2 separate regions of the Danio rerio genome follow, and region 1 is linked to region 2. A link is a contact called in public HiChIP or PLAC-seq data. All regions are on one chromosome and are shown on one strand. Each heading gives the region's core, a stretch centred on a gene start, on an enhancer-like site or on the middle of the called end of the contact. The rest is flanking DNA. Distances are from core to core; before and after follow the strand shown.

Evidence for each region. HiChIP or PLAC-seq counts read pairs in DNA pulled down with a chosen protein or histone mark.
Region 1: an H3K4me3 HiChIP or PLAC-seq map of gastrula embryo shows a contact between it and region 2, with 2.3 times the contacts expected there. The contact joins the promoter of u2af2b here to the promoter of shisa7b in region 2. A contact is called at or near these places in 2 of 4 datasets of contacts at active chromatin or transcription factors (embryo and gastrula embryo).

Annotation. Positions count from the first base shown.
Region 1 is chr19:11,415,110-11,421,299 of GRCz12tu, reverse strand. It overlaps u2af2b (U2 small nuclear RNA auxiliary factor 2b), which reads left to right and starts at 1,490. Exons shown (of 13, transcript NM_205689.1): 1 at 1,490-1,567. The coding sequence starts at 1,519.
Region 2 is chr19:11,336,371-11,342,563 of GRCz12tu, reverse strand. shisa7b (shisa family member 7) reads left to right here and starts at 2,935. Exons shown (of 5, transcript XM_073931530.1): 1 at 2,935-4,834.

The DNA.
Region 1 (6,190 bases), core at 241-2,740, 80 kb before region 2:
TTTTTGAGGGTTCCAGGCCATTACCAGCCTGGTCTTAGCTGGTCAGGCTGGGAGATGACCATCTAGAACCAGCTTGACCAGCCTAGTCAGACTGGGAGCCCAGCTAAAACCAGCTATGTCCAGCCTAAACCAGGTTGGTCAAGCTGGATTCTGTTGGTCATTTTTCTACCTGACCATTTAAGACCAGGCTTGAAATGGCCAAAACGCCTCTAAAACTATGGCTGGTCGACCAGCTAAAACCAGCCAACCTGTCAAGGCTGGTTTAAGCTGTTTTCTTTTTAGCAGGGAAACCTAATATTTTTATTGAGGACATGGTTCATTCAGAAAATAGAGCTTCTGACTTATAGTACTTCGTTGACGTTAAATATAATGCTAAAACCATGTTTAAACATTGTAACTTTTGTTGTTGTGATATATATATATATATATATATATATATATATATATATATATATATATATATATATATATATATATATATACATATCACTGCTGAAAAAAACAGCTTAAACCAGCCTAGGCTGGTTGGCTGGTTTTATCTGGTCGACCAGGCTGGTTTTAGAGGGGTTTTGGCCATTTCCAGGCTGGTTTCCAGCCATTTCCAGCCGGGTTTTAGCTGGTCAGGCTGGAAGATGACCAGCTAAAACCAGCTTTACCAGCTTAAGCAGGCTGGGAGCCCAGCCAAAACCAGCTATGTCCAGCTTAAACCAGGCTGGTCAAGCTGGTTTTAGCTGGATTTAGCTGGTCATTTTCCAGCCTGACCAGCTAAGACCAGACTGGAAATGGCTGGAAACCAGCCTGGAAATGGCCAAAAACCCTCTAAAACCAGCCTGGTCAACCAGCTAAAACCAGCCAACCAGCCTAGGCTGGTTTAAGCTGGATTTTTTAGCAGGGATTTCATATCACTATTTGTTTCCTTGCTGTTATTAACCATTTTTAGCTTCACGTCACGGCGTCCTTCGGCCAGTTTATGTGCAAGATAATATATTTAAAAAGCCATGGATAGGACTACAACGCTTGAATTGGGTTAAACCTTCACTCCGGGCCTTTAGGGGTCGCATGTCATCAGTGTTTTTGTTCAGCGAGTTTTTACCGTGAGGAAAAGATGAGCGCATCCGCCAACGCGGAATAAGCGGTTAGCCCCTTTGGTCAAAACGAGCTACACTTAACCTCAATCAATAAGGACTATTAGCTCAATTTGAGTATCAGGAAATACATCTAAACGGCTAATCGTTATAACGAAATGGTTAAATCTTAAACATTATCGACGCAAGCCTTTTATTCGTGCTCCGCAGTGGTTCCGTTTAGCATTAGCTGCTAACAACCTTCTCAAGCAAAGCGTTTATTTCAACCTCTGCGCAAATAACGTTATAGGTGTATTTCGGCAAAGTCTTTATGCTTGTGTTAAATTTTTAAAACATCTGCGTTTTATAGTTGGTCTCCTGTAATAGCGTGTGACGGGAATAAAGCTATCTAAGGAAAACGGCGTGTTAGCTGAAGTTTGATCAAAACACCAGGATGTCTGATTTTGATGAATTTGAGAGACAGCTGTCTGAAAATAAACAAGGTGAGTATGGATGTGCATCATTTACTGATTTATACAGCATTCACCTGCGTAACATAGTAAGTTACGGGGAAAAATTCACGTATCGATGTGTACGGAAATGCAATTATCTCAATACGTCTAATGTTGGTCGTTTTATTGGTTATTTTTAAACATAACTGATGCAAGAACGCGCAAAATTGGTCTGTGGATGTTTTAAGTTTTTATTCAAGATTTTAGTTATTAAAATGCTATTATTTAAATTTTGCACGTGTGTTATTGTACGTAATTAAACTACTATATGTGTATGACTTTTATAAGCTGTATTGTAAAATAATCACACTTGTTATAGGTATTTAATGTAATTAAAAAGTACAAATAGAAAGTAACGTGTGAAATGATGAGCAAACAAAGGACATATAATAGCAATGAGGGCTGCTTGACTATGGGAAAAATCATAATCACGATTATTTTGGTCATAGTTGTAATCACGATTATTCAAAACGATTTAGTTGGTCAAAATTGTTAGCCCTCTTGTGAATTTATTTATTTTTTAATAAGTATTTCCCAAATGATGTTTAACAGAGCAAGGAATTTTTTGCAGTATTTCCTATAATATTTTTTTCTTATGGAGAAAGTCTTATTTGTTTGATTTTGGCTAGAATAAAAGCAGGTTTAAATATTTTGAGAACTATTTTATGATCAATATTATTAGCCCCCTTAATATATATATATATATATATATATATATATATATATATAGTTATTTTCTTCCCTGTAAATAAGGGGGAAAAATAATAGAATAAAAATATTAAACAAACTGTGCTTTAAGCATCTTCACTGTAAGAAAAAAAAAACTTCTTTAGTCAAGAGCAGTGAGAGATTTTCGCCCTTTTGTTGTTTGATTAATGATAAAAACAGTCGACAGGAATATAGTGTGCTGTCACTTTAAGCGCAGTACGGTTCTGATTAATAGTTTCACTTTCACATGTCTTTTGATTCTCAACTCGTTTGTTTATCACATAAATAAAGGTTAATATAAATAATCACTAAACACCGCATTTTGACACAAATTTGCATGTATTTGACCATTAAAGCGCTCACATTAATATGTCTTTAGATGTGTGTACTCTGCTCGTCTCCGAGGCTTAGCGCGCGCACACATAACAGCATGCAATCTCCTCTGCGCATTTAAAAGCATGAATGATGTGAATGTACATCAATGAACGGCGCGCATCCCATGCTGCAAAAGTTACATTACAGTACTGCATTTCAGTACAGCATTACAGTAATGCTTTTAGTAATTTTCATGTGGAACTGAGCTTGCAGAGCTACAAATGTGTACAACTGGAACGGGGCTGGTATATGATGCAATAATCGTTTTATCTCGATTAATGTTTTATCATAATTGTTAGAAGCCAAAATCTAATCAGAATTTTTGATTAATTGCACAGCCCTAATAGCATTGTATACTTCAGATATAATGGCAAAGTATACAATTTAAATAGCAAGAAATGAATCATTTGGACCTAGGCATGGGACGAAAACTGCTATCAAGGTATACCACGGTTTTGAAAAGTCAAGCAGAAAAGATATCCGAAGATGCTGTTTTAAATTGTAAAGAAATCTGTTTTTGAAACTTAAGACTGAAGACAGCAGAAGCCAATGATTCATTTGAATTATTTAGCCTGACGTTTAGCAAAATAATTAAAATGATTCTTAAAAAATAAATATATATATTTTGTCTAATGGTAAAAAAAAAAAAAGTTGTAGTTTTTTACCCAGACGTTTAAAAATAATATATTTTAGAGAAATAGCCACAATACTATGAAACCGTGCTATTTTTATCCAATATTATACCGGCCCATGCCTATTTGGACCTCCATTTTAATTATTGATAATTCTCGTTTCCGCTATACATGAAAATATCTTTATTTTCCTATATTTACTTTAGTTTCTTCTGTAAATCATGGTAAAATGTGAAAATTAAATGGATTCTGATGAATGAAAAAATTTTTGAAACTTTGTTTTCAGTGCATGAAATGTATCTCACTTTCATCCTTCACTCATGACACTTTAAATGCACAGACTAGGCATGGGATGGTAACCGGTTTCAAGGTTTTAAAACTGCTAAGATTTTCTGTTATACCGGATATGTAAGGTTTTTTTTATGTGTTTTTCTTTGTATTGTAAAGAAATCTGTGTTATTGAAACTTAAAAAAAACAGCAGAAGTCAATGATTTATTTGAGTTATTTAGCCTGACATGTTTGCTGTTTTAAAATATTATGAATGTTTCTTAAAATAAAATATACTGTGTTCAAAGTGGAAAAAAAAGTTTGTTTTTACCCAGACATTTGGAAAGAACTTTTTTTCAAAGCAGTTATCATGATACCATGAAACTGTGATTATTATTATTTTTTTCCTTCAAGGTTATCACACCGTTATCTTATACCAGCCCATGCCTACAACAGACACAGATTTGTGGATTTGTTTTTCCAGGAATGACTCGTCATTATTAAAAAAAACTGATCATCTTGTAACTGCAGAAGAGCCCTATGATTTATTTATTTCTGTTTTCATTTTCTGAATAGTTAAGTTCAATTTTGTGCATCATAAACATTTCTAATCAGTCGAAAACATTGAATGTTTAACATTTCATTTTTTACAAATATAATAATAATAATATAATTTCTTTTTAATTAAATTTAAAAATGGTCTCTTATTCCAATAAACCCCCCCTGTCAAAAATCTATCATGTTTTATTAAATGATGAACTTTTTTAGTTATAGTTATATTATATGATATTATAGTTATATTAAATGATGAAAGCCAAATCTATCAACAAAAAAATCAATTCAATAGAATCCGATAGAAGTGAGACTTTACTTTCGTTTGTCCGTTCCTTCTTGAGATGTTTTTTTATTTAGTTACTGATGACTGTTTTGCAGCTTTCAGTATTAAATTGGATGATTTATTTTAGTCTTTCGTTTGTTTTGTAGCAGAAATATTATTAAATTGACATGTATAAAAAACAGCAGTGCGAAATAAATATTTCTTACTGCAATGCTTCATTTTTGTTTGATGCAAACCATAAGTGTATTTTTCATAAAGTAACAGACTTTTTATAGCAGATAACTTACATCCAAGCACATTCAAAGCAGCATCTAATGAGTAATGTTATTCATTGTAACTATTATTGTTATTTTCATCATCATTAATATTCTGTAATTATTAGACATTATTAGACAAGCTGGGTCTTAGAGTTTGATTTATTTGATAGTCTATTTCACATTTCTTGTTTGTAAAGGCTAAATAAATACGAATAAAAAGGAAACATTCATTTTTGTACAGTTTTTATTTAAAGTTATAAAAAAAAAGGTAATAAGGGCCTGGATGTTATGATAGACTTTGCAAGTTCAGTTTGCAGACATTTGTGGGTACAGACATCCATTGTGTGCTGTGCTGTCTTGTCTTGCTAGTTTTTTCCTGGCTTTTTAATATTGTCCATATAGATATCAAAATTATAATGTATCGACTGAATTTAAGAAATATATCGTGATAAATTTTGCCATATCGTCCAGCCCTAATTCAGATACACAAATTTAATTGTCAAATGTAAAACAACACTGTGTAATATTCATTGTATATCTACACGGATACAATTAAGCTCTCTTAAAGGGCACCTATTTTAACCCTTTTACAAGATTTAATATAAATCTTTTGTCTCCAGAATGTGTCTGTAAAGTTTCAGCTTAATGCACCCATCAGATTATTTATTATACCTTTTTAAATCTGGGAAATTTGGGCTGTTAGGATATTGTAGCAGTTTTTGTTGCCTGTGCTTTTAATGCAAATGAGCTCATTCTTCCCGCCCACCGTTCCCACATGCATGACAGAGGCTTAAAGCTGATTTATATTTCTGCGTCAAGTGCACGCGTATGCTAGGGTGCAGCCTACGCGTTAACACATAGCCCTTTGCCGTGGCAGTCAGCGTCGCTAATGCACACCTTTTAAAAAAATTAACTACACGTCACAACGACGCGTAGCGCAAGCACTGTAATTGGTCGGCTTGGTAGCACTAACGAGTCACGAGCCCGATGGAGCGATTGTTTACAAGTGTGGAGTCCCGTGAAGAAGCTCCGTAAGGAAAGTTTTGTTTTGTGTTTACCTCATGATTAAAGTTGTTGCACGCCCGCCGGTTCCTGCCTCAAAATAAGCGAGTTTGAGCCACATGTACATTCAGGAAGCATTAAGGAAAAACAAAACACCAGGGAAGAAACTCGACACAAAGGAACATTAATACCTCACTGCCAACTAGTGTTTTGGAAGTGTTATTGCAGAACAACAGAGACAACGCGCAGAAGTATAAATGCACAGCTACGCGAGTTGCATGCGCTGTGGGTCATGCCGATCACTTGACGCAGAAGTATGAACCAGCCTTTAGCCTTCACGTAAACAAACAGCACAGTGACTGACAAGAATGAAGCAGATCTCCCTTACAACAGTAAGATCTTTCTCAACGGTTATTTGTTGTGTAGTTAATTCAAGCCTTTCTGCAATGATGAGTCACACAAAATGTCGTTATAACGATCGAACGCTTACACACACACACACACATTTAGCTTTGCAATGTTTTTGCACAGCAA
Region 2 (6,193 bases), core at 1,686-4,185:
CTATGGTTGAGACAGTCCCACAGTAGGACAGTTCCACAAAAAGAGGTCCGTGGAAAATAAAGAAACATTTAACCATTTACCTCATTTTAAATGATGACAATCCTATTTCATGTTTTCATGTCAAATTAAGCATCATGTCAACAATTCGTATATAATTATTTCTCATTCTCGCTATTAGAATTCAAATAGAAGATGAAGTTGCCATTTATTTGGTTGAATTGTTTAAGATTGAAGGATGAGTACAACATGCTGGAGGCTCAGGTTTGTCCTGTATTTCTGCCAGTGGTGTTGGCAGTGTTGTCTGAATTGATGGAATCGTTAATGCTGAAAAGTACAGACAGGCATTAATCCATTACGCCTTTCCTTCTAGAAAGCTCCTCATTGCTAATGGTTTTGTTTTTCAGCCTGATAATGATGCCAAACACACAAAATTATAATTAGAGAAGAAAAAAAACAGGCACTCATGAAATGGCCTCAACAGAGTCCAGACTTGAACATTATAGAGGCAGTTTGAGATCAACAAAAATAGATATGTCTGTCTAAATCTAAGGAAGTACTGAAAGAGGTCTGATACACATAGCACATTATTTCAGAAACTTTCAAGTTCAAGCTGTGCTTTGTTGCACATTGATGCACCCAAATAGAAATTATGTGGGCAAAAAAAAAACACAACCAAAATGCTTTGTAATAATTATTTATTATTTTATTAAATAATTGAAAGTACATTTGTAAGACGTATTAAATTTAGCTCATTTGTTTAAATTTTAGCACATAATCACATTTTATTGACAGTAGAAATGTTATTGACACTGAAAAATTTAAGAAGCAAAATTTTTACTTGCATAGCATTGCAAGCAACAGGAACAATTATACTACATTCAAATGTCTTGTCGATGCATTATTTGAGCAGACTTGTTTTTGCAGTGACCATAAGTGGTCCATTTACAGAGAATTGTAAATGGGCAGAATATCCACCGAGCAAACAATATTGAGCCATTTTTAACTTTGGCTGTAACGCATGCACAGGCTACTTGATGGTGTGTTCCGCTGTTGTTGTTCTTGTCTCAGCAAACCATCTTTGTCAGTGCAACCTATTGAAATAAATGGGTTTTGTAGTGCAGGGCATCCTGTGTCCAGTTTGAAAGCTACTACACAAAGTGCAGTGACGACAGCTGGACGGAGATTGAAAGCAGCAAGGCCATTGGCTCAAAACCAGTGGCTGAAAACAAACAATGCCGTTTTTGGCATTGGGGATAATTTCAGGATAATTTATGCCAGCCAAAAATGTTGGTGCATCAATATTTAACGCTTTTTTCTTGAAATCATTTTCTTTTTTTAATATTTTCCATATTTTTTGTTTTATCTTTAAAAAAAAGAGCGTGAAAATTGTATTATACCTTTTTATAAATTGACTTTTGCACATTATTTAAAAAGTGACCATTTAATTTACTTTTAATTTTTGCATTTTTTTTAATTCTCTGTTAATCTTTAGGACAAAATTTTGGTCACTTTTTATTTTAAAGTTCAATTCTCACTATTTAACTATGGCTTTTGCCTCAATAAACTCCTAATTTGTAACTTATTAATAGTTAGTAAGGTATTAGTTAAGTTTAGTTATTGAATTGGATGTGGAATGTAGAATATAATTGTGCAGAAAACGTACTTTATTAGTACTAATAAACAGCCCCAGTGTCAATAACAGGCTTGTTTATAAGCAACAGGGAAGTAGTGAGAAATATTCCCTATAATAAAGTGTTACAAAATTGTGATGTAATGAAGTACATCATGTAAAAAAAAACATGTCATTTGTATGCTTTTACCTGAATAAGATTGATATTTTACTGTATAATAGCATGATAATACTTTCACACTCTAATAAAAGATACGGTTTGTTATGTATTATACTGGCATAATTGTATTGACAAGACACCATCCACTCCAATTATTACAGTTTATTAAACTGCTGGCCAACTACTTTGTGTATTCCCTTTTTTATTCATATAGTTATTCTCATTTGATTTTTTTTTAGTGTTTCTTTTTACTGTCAAATTAAGTTAAATTGTTCAAATAAAGGGTTTATGAGTCCCTCTTTATCTTTGACAACTGTTATCATATTTATTCTTGTAATTTGTGCCTTCTGTGTAAATAAAAGTTCTACTGTACTTCTGTTTAAAAACACCTGCATGTAACTACATGCAATTAAAATTTAATATATAATAAATTACGCTGGCCCTATACTTCTTTAACATAACACTAATCCTGACCCTAACATTACCACTGTCCACCTCAATAGCATTAAAACAATTGCAAAACAATTCTTTTTTATTATTATTCAAGTAGCCAAAAACTCACCCAGTGAAAAATTGGGCTGGGAAATACTTAATAATTTAATTTAGGCAATTACATTTCTTTATGACTGAGGTAATTTGCAGAAGTATTGGTGGGGAATGATTCCTATCTACTTTTATACTACTTTAAAAAGCAAAATATCTACACTTTCTTCTTTTTCCTATTGATTTTAAACTGGGGTTTGCCCTTGTCATGTTCTTGACTGCTTTCATTTGATTCATCGTAGAAATAAGACATCAATCGAGATCCATTACTGTCATGTGATACTGCGGTAACCACAGCAACCGCTGGCACAACACTTTGTATTCATTTCTGTTCCTCGAATTTATGAGTTACACTTGACCTCTGTCAATCTGTTCCTCATTTCTCAAAAACGAGTAACTTAAATCCCAGCCCGTCTTTAACAGATTCTAGCGCGCTACAGAATCTCTGGAGCGCGTGCCAGTGTGCGCGCGAGCGTCAGTTGATTTTCCCTAAAAACCATCACGCGTACAAAAGCCGTTCTCCGCCAGTAACGCGTGCCAACGATTGGCAGATCATTTCCAGCATTTAGCAAATGAAACCACGTGCAAGCATCTGCTCGCTCCAATCAATTGATGTAAACTGAGCGAAGCGGACCTTTGTGGGAGCAATCGCGTTTCAGTGGCGCGGAGGTAGATCTCTATTAGTGAGTGTGGAGCCCATTGAATTTGTTGAAAGGGAAAAATACGGTCATTTAAAGAGTGTGGAAACGGATATTACCGGGTGCGCCTAATTAATCAGCCGTTGTATACGAATTTGGCAAGCTAACGGATTAGACTGTGCATAGTCAATAGTGTTTTATATGCCAAATAGCCTATTTTTACCTGGATGCATGGAGTATTATGCGATTTCTTTTCTCGTTGGAGTGTAATCACGCATGGTCGATATTTTTGCTAATCATTGGAGACGTCCACTCAATCCTTTCACCTTTTTATGACTTGTGACTCAATGAAAACTATATTTTGAAACTGTCATTTTTTTCTAGACCACCCAGGACGATTGGGGACTTAATTCGCCTCCGAATCACCAATGCCACAAAACTGCGTCTTTTTTTCTACGAACCGAGAAGAGCTGTAAAGAAGCGCAAGACCCCATCTCTGTGAACACTGCGCGTGCTGCATCATCTCATTCAGTTTGCTGTCAGCCAAGAGAGCGGCATCAATAACTTTGAACGGTTATTGTGTCACATTTCTTTCGGTTTCCGCGTCATTTTCCACAGACTGGAAGCGGGCAGCTGTTGCAACACACGCAGGTAAGACGTGCCTTCATTTTGTTCCCATCTGATGCTGCTACTGCTGCAGCGTGCGCGAGGATCGCATACACATCGGTCGCGCGCACATTACAACCTGTGCTTTGCGGTTTTTGCTACATTTCTGTTAATGAAGTCGTTTGTTATGTGGTAAATGCGCTATGTTCGTAACGAATGCGGATTTGAGGATGGATACATGTCATAGAGATTGGTGTCGCACAGCGTGTGTCGTCCGCCACTGGAATGTTAATTTCCTTCATAAGATCTGCCATGATGCTGCTGTGTGTATAGTCTGCGCGCGCGCGTCAACTAAATAACGTCTGAATGAAGGTATAAACGCGCAAAAAGCTTGAGTTTAGTTCCCTGGACTTGAAAATCTAATCACCTCAGAATTAAATCGAATAAAAGTCGGTGTGAAGTGACAGAAAAACGCGCGTATTTGTTTGTCAACGGCTTGTGTCACTTCTAACCATGGCGCATTGTCAACATCAGCATTCATGTGTGTCAAAATTTGTCAAATTCTTCCGTTTTTATTTTGTTTACATTTCTTTTGTTCATCTGTAAATAACACCACAAAGCTCTTTTGTGCCACGACTTGTTGCTGACCAACACTTTAAAATCCTAAAGGCAGCTTTGGTCTCCCAAGGCCTGCTGTCCTCTTTCTGCCCTTCATTCTCCAATTCTCTTGTTAAAACGTGGTAACGGGCTGCATGTTGGCCTGACATCTGTCATCTGCACCTGTTTGTGATGGGACGGATGCCTGCCATCCTCCTGAGTCAGAGAAACAGGGCTGCTGATGATGATGAGGAGGAGGAGGAGGAGGAGGATGAAGGGGGTGGGGAACCGAGAGGAAGAGGCGGATGAGTGGAGATGTGCATTACGAAGAAGTAGCAGCCCGTGTAGAATATTTACCGCAAAGGGAGGATGAAACGAGCAAACCGAGCGCGGTGATCCATCTGCCCATCTCTATCTGCATGTCACATCCCTCTCTCCTTCACTGCAGCAGAGCTATTCTGAGAGAACACTTTCGACCCACGCACTGACAAATAGATGGAGAAAAATCAAGAGGGAAGGAAGGTGTAGCGTGAGACCGAGTTGCTATGTGTGCCTGTCTCTCCGCTTCACATCATTAGCCACGCAAGGCGTTGCCATCGGCGACTTGGTGAGCGCGCAAAGCAAAGGGCACGAGATGCACTCATGAGAGGCCGTTTAAAGGTGCGTAGCAGCTCTTCTCCCCCTCTCAGAAGAGCCCTTCGTCCCAGAGACCCTTCCTCCCCCATCCCTGCATCCTTCCTGCCTTCTCTTCTCCTCTCAATAGGGTCTCTCTCTGCCCTGCCAACCCCCCACTCCGCGCACATCTGTGGCTCTGTCACCCCCCGCTTCCTCTCTCGCTTCGTCCAAAGCTGCATCTCTTTGAACGTATTAAGCTTTCAGTATGTTCCCACAAGCGTTTATACTGCTTATTTATGCCAAGTGTTGTCATTGAGGCTTTTAAGATGCACTGTGTTGCATCAGCTATGCTAACATGTGCATGTTATTCAGTGGCGTAACGCGTGACTCAGTGTGTGAGAAAGCTGAGGTCGCGCTACTATATGCATGGAATATGGTGTGCATATGCTTTGCACCTTGTTGATCGTGGAGGAGCAGGATTATGATTTTGTTTTGAGGAAACAAATCTATAAAGGCAATCTAATTTTTTGTATTGTTAAGAGTTTTAAATAGTTAAATAGCCTGGTTGTTTAAGATTATTAGTCAGTGTCAGTACAGGCAAGCCGATTTTCATATTGGTGTTATGATATATCATTTAATTTTATGTGTATACAGAACCATAGCCAGTTGGTGGACCTTTTTGCAGATATTCGAGGTTCAAATACTACATTTTAGTGACATTATAAGCACTAATTTGTGCTGGACTAGCTTGTCAGATGGTTGTCATTACCACACTTTTTGATGCAACAAAAATACTTCCTACATTTGTGTCAAAGTGCTTAATCATACTATTTTTTTGTTTTGTTTATAAAAATTTGTTTATTTAGAAATGTGCATTTGAACTGTAAGTTATTCGGTTTCTTTAAAATGTAATGAGATTTAAATTTTAGAAGTATAAAAAATACTTTTTAAATGCTAATTTATTATCATCCATCATAAAAAACAAACAACAAAAAATTGTGAATCTGTTAAAACTTGTTTCAAATTAAAAACTGTTCGCTATGGGTAGGGCAGACAGAATCTGTGGACATATTTTTGCTATTTCAGCGGAGAATTTTGTAAAAAATCTGCGGATTTATGCAGAATTATTTTGGGAGTATCATAAATAAAGCTTAATATATTAAATAAAAAACCTATAATATACTATAAAAATATTATAATAATAATTATATAATATAACTATAAAAATAATAACTAAATAATAATACATTTTATTTAATGCTTACAATGCAAATCCATCTAGCTCCACTTATTTGGTAAACAAAGCAAGTCTCTCATATAAAAAGACATTCTTAAAGAAAAGACATTCTTAAAAAGAAATATGACTTTACAAACTATTTTGTAAATAAATCATATAGATATTTT